Linked DNA regions of Mus musculus: region 2 is linked to region 1. Evidence: chromatin contacts called from public promoter capture Hi-C data. All regions are on one chromosome and are shown on one strand. The core of a region is the stretch at or near the end of the contact, and the rest is flanking DNA. Distances in the headings are between cores, read along the strand shown.

Region 1 (4,603 bases), core at 470-2,969:
ATGTGAACAGAAGATCTTCTCTCTTAATTTTAATAATACATATCCTCGAGTATAAATCTGTATTTGCTTTTTATTGAAACCTGGCAAAGGATCCGGGAGATGGTCCTAACTAAACCATATCCACAGGGCACCTAACCCAGCATCCCCGAGGTCTGCTGTGTACCTTCCATAAGAAATCCTAAAAGCAAGGGCAGTCTTAAACATCATGTCATGATGGCGCCTCTTGGTCCTGCCTCCGGCTGTTCTCCCATATCCCTCCATCTCAGAAGCAATCTCACTCCTTCTGAGGCTAGGAGCATAGACTCTGATCCAAGCACATTCTCCCGGTGCTCTGCAGGTATCTATGGGCTAATTCCATCCCCAGTGAAGAACCCAAAGAATTGTTATGCGTGTGGCAGATAGGCACCAAGCATGTCTAACTGTCATGATAGAGCCAAAGGCAGTTTACCATTGGGGGCGGGGGGAGGGGCAGTGTGACCTTCTCTACCCTGCTCTATGCTCCCAGATGGATCACACATCACTAAAAGACCAAACATCACAGCATATAAGACGACCTGAGGTCTTGGAAATCAGGCAGACTTGGCTGCACATTTAACTCTGTCTCAGAATCTTCCCATCAGAAGGAAGGACATACATTACAGTTGCATCTCTAGGCTTTGCACAGAAGGAAGACGAGGAAAGGGCATTTTCTGTACTTCTGAGCATCCGACTTTCCATGGGTAACTCATTCTGTGTGCCTGGGGACTGGAGTTGCAACTCTGGATGGGCCAGTTGCTCTCAAGCACAGCTAGTATGGGTGCATGCCAAGGCTGCTTGTGAAAGGAAGGACACACCCCAAGTGCTTTGATCAGCATGAGTTAGGTCTTCCAGAACGGTTGGTCACTTTGCAGCCGAGCCTGCCATACAAGGGATATTTTTCCAGGGCCCTCTTCAGTACCACAAGTTCAATGTTGGTTGGCTACTGAGCTGCTGACTTCAAGTGGGGGGTTGGAGAAAGTTTAGGTGGACGAGGAAAGGAGTGGTGCCCAGGCAGGACATTGGAGAGGGTTTTGAAAGCACCCCACTGCCACCTGTGACTCTACAGTTTTTAATCTTCCACTTGTGAATCCCAGTCTGCCTTGGCTCTTTCTTAAAGGAACCAGGAAGCATCATCTAGCCAGAGGTTTGTTACTTGATACCTGTAGCCAGCTGGAGAATCTTTGGGATAATGAGCCGAAAAGATTCCTGATGTAATGCTTAATTGAAGGTAGGGAACAGAAGATGAAAGAAATTCTGCCCTTCCATCCAACTTATCTAGTGGGCAGGAACATACTCCGGCACCTTTTCCCAATCTTCCCAAAGCAGTTAGTTGCATTAAATCTTCTCATGGAATCTCACACTTGAACTATATCTGAGCAGACATCTGGTAGTGATTTATTGGCACATCGGAACGTTCAGAAAAATCAAGATAGTGTCTTAGGAAGCTACACAAAATCTACCTCCCTCCCCACTCTCTTCAAAGTCTCACCCCCCCACCCCCCACCCCCACCCCCAGCGACTGTTCACCTGCATGGACTTCTGAATCTCACACGTGGCGCTGACACGGAGAACTCACCTTAGCTACCTGGGTCTTCTACCAAGGAAAACGCAGGGAGCTTGAGATCAAGCCAGATTTCTAGTGGCCAGAAAAATTTCCTGGCCCAGATCGCCACCTTACTAAGACACGCTCTGTCTGAAAGATAAGAAGTGTTCGGTGGGAGTGGATGATCAAGGGGCCCCTCCCCTGAACTCACCCAACCCTCTCTGTCCTGGCCCGAGGCCAAGCAGGGAGGAGACACTCTCACGTGCAAGCTATTTCTCTTAAGACCTGGCTTGACCTTGCCGGGGTTCCTTGGGATGGCTCTTGGTGGATTTCAGCCTCATGACTAGGAATGATGAAAGGCCAAGGCCTCCCTCAGGGGCTGGTGGGAACTCATTTCGCTAATGGAAAGGCAAAGCAAGAGATGGGCAGCCCTGGTTTAGAGAGTTGCTTGGCTGCTTCTTTCAAAGGTGAGCAGACAGCATTGCTGACTGATGATGTGGCAGCTAGGACTGCTGGGAAATGTGGGTGTGGCCACTTTTTTTTTTTTTTTTTCTTTTAGTGAATAGGCGTTTAGAGGCAACTCCTTCTAAGGCTGCCACTGTCCTGGACCAGAAACGGTCATTAATTGGGGGATCAAGATAGGGCACAGGAATGTCTGACCACACGAGAGCACGTGTGTAGGTGTGAGTGTGAATAAATCCTACCTTTCGGTCTCTAAGCTTAGAACTGAGTGTCCTTTATTTGAAACCTCTGCTTAACGAGAAGTTACAAGGCCTTTGGAATTTGTTCCACAAAATCACATGAGTCCATTGTCATATTGTCATTTTTTTTCCAAATGCTTTTTTAAAAAGCACCATTATCTTCTATTGTCTCTCAAACAAAATCCAGCATCCTATCCACACATACAAAGAAATCACAGCAAAGCTGCCAAGGTTGGAGTGTGGATGGCTCCCGAGACCTGAACCCTCTTCTGACCCTCCTTCCTATGAGCAGAAATGCTTCACAGCACATGAAGGTACTTTAGTGCCCAAGAACAACACTGAACAAACTCTGGATGGACTGGTCGAGTTGGCAAATCAGTCAGAACTAGGTTTAGATCCTTACTCTGCTGCTATAGGCAGCGAAGCCCCGAGTCATGGGCTCCACTGGCATGATAAAAAAATGACACCAATAATGCAAATGAGCAAGCATGAGCTTAAAAGCTGACACCTTCGCACACCAATGCTCAGAGTACACCAGCCTCTATGGAAAACCGTTTGGCCATTTATAAATGTTAAACATAGAGTTATCCTATGACTAAGCAGTTCCACTCCTAGGAATGACCTAGAGAATTGATACTAGGAATCTAGGCACAAAGTTGCCCAGAAAAAGTGATGGCTCAGAAGATAAGAGCACCAACTGCTCTCCAGATGACCTGGGTTTGATACCCAAGCACCCACAGAAGGCTCACAACTATCTATCAGTCCAGTTCCATGGGATCTGATGTCCTCTGCTAACCTCCAAGGACATCATGCACATGTGTGGTACATAGACATACACGCAGCCAAAACACCTGTACACATAAAATGAAATAGTTTTATAAAAGTTACTCACAAATGCTCATAAGAGTGTTCACAGAATCAAGCCACTTCAAACCCTCACTGAATGATGCTCATATAAACTAAATAGTTCTCAGCATGTACTGGAGTGAGGCTCATGATAACATTCTATAACATCAATGACCTTGAAGACATGGTGCTTTGTGAATAAAGACAGGAAACAACATACACCCAAGAAGCCCATGTCAACAAAATGTCCAGCACAGACAACTAGACACAGAGAACAGATGGGTCCGGTCCAGGGACCAGAAGGCAGTGACAGAATGAGGAGGAACTGAGCACAGTTTTCTTGTGGAGTATTGAAATTGTCCTGGAAAAAAAGACAGCAATGGCAGTTTATGGTCTTGCAGACACATTTGATGCCACTAAGCTGCACACTGAAGATGACTGAAATATGTTTTATGTACATTTTTATGCAACAAAAAATGGCAAGTATCAATTTAACTAAGACAAAACTTACACTTTCGGTTTCATTTGTTTTCTTTTGTTTCAAAATAGTCTTATACAATAGTCTAGGCTGATGTGTAACTCAAGATCTTCTTACTCCAGCACCTGCATTGCTGAGGCCTCGAATCACCAAGATCAACTTTGATGCTGCTTGTTTGTTTTGACTTGGGACAACTTTGTACCTCGTAATCCTGGATGGCCTGGAACTTGTTATGGAGGTTAGCCTTGCTGTAAGTTCGAAGAGATTTGTCTGTCTCTGTCTCCCAAGAGCTGGGATTAAAGGTGTGTGTACCATTCTATCTGGTTATAATTAATATTAGACGTGCATTTCTAAAAGTGATTTAAAGCCTTTCTCTCTCTCTCTTCCTTCCTTCCTTCCTTCCTTCCTTCCTTCCTTCCTTCCTTCCTTCCTTCCTCCCTTCCCTCCCTCCCTTCTTTCTTTCTTTCTTTCTTTCTTTCTTTCTTTCTTTCTTTCTTTCTTTCTTTCTTTCTTTCTCCATGGACATGGTAACAGCCAATCTTGAGAAGTCAGAGTGTTTGTACTAAGTGGCACACTGAAGCTTCACTTTAAGGAGAGCTATTCTATGAGCCCAGCCAGGAACCTTTTAGGGCTTGGCTGTGCCCTTAAGCTTCTTCACTTTGACCTACCTACTCTTGGCTTAGGAGCCCTGCCCACACTTCAGGCCTGAGCTTGCCTTGTTTGAATCTTAAGCTCAGAACCTTTCCCCTGCTCCTTTTCTTAGAGGGGAGGTATCAGGAGCTACTCCCACAAATGCTTGGGATTTTGTATGTGACCTAGCTCTGGCATAGGCTTGGGATCTTGTGGACTATGTTGGGCCCAGATGCCACCCCCAAAGACGCCACCCCCAAAGCCACCTTTGCTATTGCTATTACCTTAAATCGAGGGGAAATTTTTGTACCTCTTTGTCCAACGTTTATTATATGGGAAATCTGATAGTTCTCTATTACAGACTGTCACTTCTTGTTGAGCATAGGG
Region 2 (4,008 bases), core at 1,481-3,980, 490 kb after region 1:
AAAGGAAGTGAAAGATGAAAGGAAGAGTTTGGGGTTGTGGGTATAACTCTGTGGTTCCAGGAGTGTTTAGTATGTGTGAGGTCCAAGGTTCAATCTCCCTACCACATTCACACACACACACACACAGACACACACACACACACACACACACACACACACACACACACACAGAGTCTAAGACTTATAAATGTATGTATCTTGAGACTTTACTTCACATAGACTCTTGTTAAAACAAATTTAGTCTGCATTAACAAGTTAAGGATGAAAGCTAAACACACAAAAGAATGACCAGGAAGTAAAAAAAAAATAATAATTTTTTTAAAAAATCTGATCTCTTGGATGAGAAATCATTTGTAAGCACAAAAACAGAAAGCCAATTAGAAAAAGAACACTTTGATTTTTTTTTTTTTTCTATTTAGAAGACATGCAGACCTTTTTATTTCCTTCTGGAGCCTCTGCTGCTATATTTTCCATAATAACATGCATGCCTTTTGAAATCAGGAGTGAGCTAAGACAGGCTTTTGACAGTTAAACCAAAGTAGGGGAAACTGGATGTGTTTATTTCATTATATCTCATATCATCAGATAGCATACTTACTGAGGTCTTGGTAACTCTTGGTTGGGCTCTACCCCTGCCCCCTTGCTGTTATGTGTCCACCCTGACTTCATAAAGATGGACATGGAGGACATAGCAAAAATACTGTGTAATTTGTTTTTGATTCTGAGCCTCAAGGAAGCATCTATATTCCTAAGTGAACCGCATCCCAATTATCTCAAGGTTCGTTTATGGAGGAGACACACGGAGGACCGACCACGTGTAGCTGGATGCTTTCATTTTGTTCTCTTTGCCGACATTTCCCTCTTTTCTTTTCCTACTAACGAACCTCATTCACTTATTAAGAACCAACTCAGAAATTACTCAGAAACCTTTCCTAACAGGAAAGGCTCCCCTCCCTGTAGACCCAGAGTTTAGCAGTGTCACCTTGTACCTGCTAGTTCAGTGTGGGTCACTTTATAGACAGTGACCCCATGGAATCCATGACAATTTATCTTTTTTTAACCACCAGCATTCATGAAACACCTGGAACAGAATGAAGACTTGCCTGTTTTGTGAATAAATAAATGAATAGGTGATGCCGTGAAAAGGAAAACAAGAAACTGATTAAGTTTCTCTAGAAAGACTCTTACATTTTGAAAGGCAGAATATATGAAGCAATCTTTTAGCAAGTTGGTCTCAGAAATAATCTCTTTTTCATATCACATTGGCTTTATGTCTTTAACCTTTCAGGCTTTGGAACCTAAAAGGATGTAGTTGAGAAGCATGGCATCTACCAAATTACATCAAGAAGGAAGGTGGAGGGATATATATATATATATATATATATATATATATATATATATATTTTTTATCCATTCAAGAAGTATTATATACTTCACCTTCCCAGAACTTCTGGGACTTGAACCTCAATAGCTTCACTTATTCATATGAACTGACATGTTTTTATGGCAATTATATTTTATTTGTGCCCCTGAACTGTGACCAGAGCTCCCTTTGTGTTAGGTCTTTAGTGCCAGAGGGGGAAGGTCTATATGAATGTCCCTTGGTCAGTTGGTGGCCCATGGGTAACTCTAATGGGGTTGCCCAATGCCTAACGCTACCATTCTTCCTACCCTTGCATCTCCAATCACAGCCCTGGAAGGTGCCTTTCTCTATTCTAACTTTACCATTACTGTTTTCAGGTAGTGAGAGGAAGCATATTTTCATGACTCACTAATATAGCCATATATTGGTGGTTTCCACTACCTGAAGAAGAGAGAGAATTCTTATCTTCTGGGAGAACGAAATTCAATGAACCAACAAAGGCAGCAATGGGCTATTATCGGAGCCCTTCAAGGCTCTTCAAAACACTGTACTCACAGTGGAAACGCAAATCCCTCTGACCCTTCAGGGTTTATAAGGGAAGTTCTGAGCTTCTCAAGGGTCAACCAGGCAGAGATTCTTGTTGGCTCCCTTGTCAAAGTTTGAGAGGGTGAGCACAGTGAAGAAAGGCCCCACAGGTCACCTCCCCTGGGCAGGGAATGCACAGCTGGCCTGTGCTGCAGATAGCACAGGGCATGAGTGAGTGTGTGTGTGTGTGTGTGTGTGTGTGTGTGTGTGTGGTGGTGGTGGTGGTGGTGGTGGTGGTGGTGGTGGTGGTGGTAGTTTTGTAGCAGCCCAAGAGTTTAATGGATGTGCAAAGCCAAATACTTGCAGTCTCTTCTACTCTCCAAATTACGTATTTGTATATTCCTTCCCTGTGTACTTATTTAAGCAGAAATGGGAGGCTGCAGTCTAAATTTACGCCTGGATAGTTCCTGGCAGGTGAAGTGACCTATTACCTGGCAGCCATCAGGGGCAGAGCTTGCCTAAAGGCTGACATAATCTCACATGCCTCCAGACAAATGAATAAACAAAGGAGGAGCTTGGACCAGTAGCCATAACAAAAGAACACACTGAGAAGCAGCAGGAGGCTGCCAAACCACTGAAGAACATTTCTGTTGTTCTGCAGCTCTGCCTCCTAATCCTGGAAGCATCTAGAAAAAGCCCTGGAATATAACAGGTAATTGTGTTCCACCTGCTCAGTGGCAAGGCCAGGATGGTGAGGATAAAGGACTGAAACAGTGCAGAGGAAGACAAGCTTGGTCCAGACCATCATCTCTGTGCTGATGAGGCTGCTTCCTCTTCACCTCCAGCAGGGAGGTTTGGCCTCTTGATGGATGGAGTCTGAAGTCCTTCAGGGCCATTGGAGTGGCCATGCTTACTTTCTCCTCTGCAGGTCCATTTCAGAGATTTTTCTCTTCCCAGTTAATTTTGAGTTGCTCCATCAAACCAACCCTTAGTGAGGCCTCAAGGAAGCCACTGCAGGCAGATAACGCTGTCAATTATCAACACTGTCTGCTCATTCAGATGGTTAGTGGTCTACACAAATACAAGGAGCTTCAGAGTATCACATAAGTTGTAGTAAGGAATGCTTTAAAGGCTTACATCAGGCCAAGGCTTTGGCCAGATTTTTGTGGGTTACTACTACTACAATATCCTAACAGATATTTTATTAATTTCTTTTATTATTTTACATATAAGGATATTTTGCCTGAATATATGCCTGCATACACAACCTGTATGCAATGCCCACACAGGCCAGAATGGCACCTTCTAAAACAGTTCTATTACAGATATCTATGAGCTGCCATGTGGGTGCTGGGAGTTGAACCTGGGTCCTTTAACTGCTGATCCAGCTCATCTCTCCAGCAGGTGGAGAAAGTACACCGAAGCAATGGGGTTAAAAGCTATTTCCAAACTCATTTCTTCCAGCTCGTTCTGGCAGAATCCTTGTTTGCCACTCCACAACCCTCTCAATTTAGCAGAAGCAATCCCAGAAGTTAGAGGACTGCCTAAGATCATACAGAGAGTCGCCTGCAACATAGCTGTAATCAACTGACTCACTTAAGCAGATAGAGTTCTGCTATCTAAGCAGAGAAGGCCCGAACATACTATACACATCTAAACTTGATACCATGAGTCTGGGGGTTTGATTTCTCTCACAATCATCATAGAAATTCCAAAAGTGGTCATGGTAGGGCTGATTTGCAAAGCTGATGGTGTAGCCAGAACCCCAACATCTGTTCATTCCTGTAGGCACTTCCCAGATAGTAAGCAAAGCATAGGGTTTCTTTCCTCTAACTCTGTTCTCAGCTATGGTCTACTAAAGTAAGCCCCTCTTGGCTTCTAGTTCCACCTGCCTTGCAATTGGCTCTCCATCTGGCTGTTGAGATGGGAATTGGTGAAAAGTAAGACCAGGATGAGTTAGGGTGTGGCTGTCTTTTGCTATTTTGTGGATTTGTCTTTCGTCTACCCTTTCCATTGCTTTTTTTCCACCCTTTCAACTCCCTAACACTAGATAAGAGAGAAAGGAGGATAGAAGGGAAAGGAAAGAGCTCCCCAAATAAAGTCATGGGTCAGAAAGTGGG

What was found. Promoter capture Hi-C pulls out the DNA fragments that hold promoters and counts their contacts.
Region 2: a promoter capture Hi-C map of hematopoietic stem and progenitor cells shows a contact between it and region 1, with 3 times the contacts expected there. The contact joins the enhancer-like site here to the promoter of Adtrp in region 1. A contact is called at or near these places in 6 of 39 promoter capture datasets (the C10 cell line, hematopoietic stem and progenitor cells, hippocampal neurons and 2 more) and 2 of 9 other capture datasets (adipose tissue and liver).

The regions. Positions count from the first base shown.
Region 1 is chr13:41,845,897-41,850,499 of GRCm38.p6, forward strand. Adtrp (androgen dependent TFPI regulating protein) reads right to left here and starts at 1,720. Exons shown (of 7, transcript NM_001145875.1): 1 at 1,595-1,720.
Region 2 is chr13:42,337,236-42,341,243 of GRCm38.p6, forward strand. No RefSeq gene overlaps it. Among named protein-coding and RNA genes, the nearest start is that of Edn1, 38 kb to the left of the region's middle. Within about 2 kb of position 2,731, at least 12 of the 459 cell types and tissues checked have an H3K27ac peak or open chromatin away from gene starts, as enhancers often do.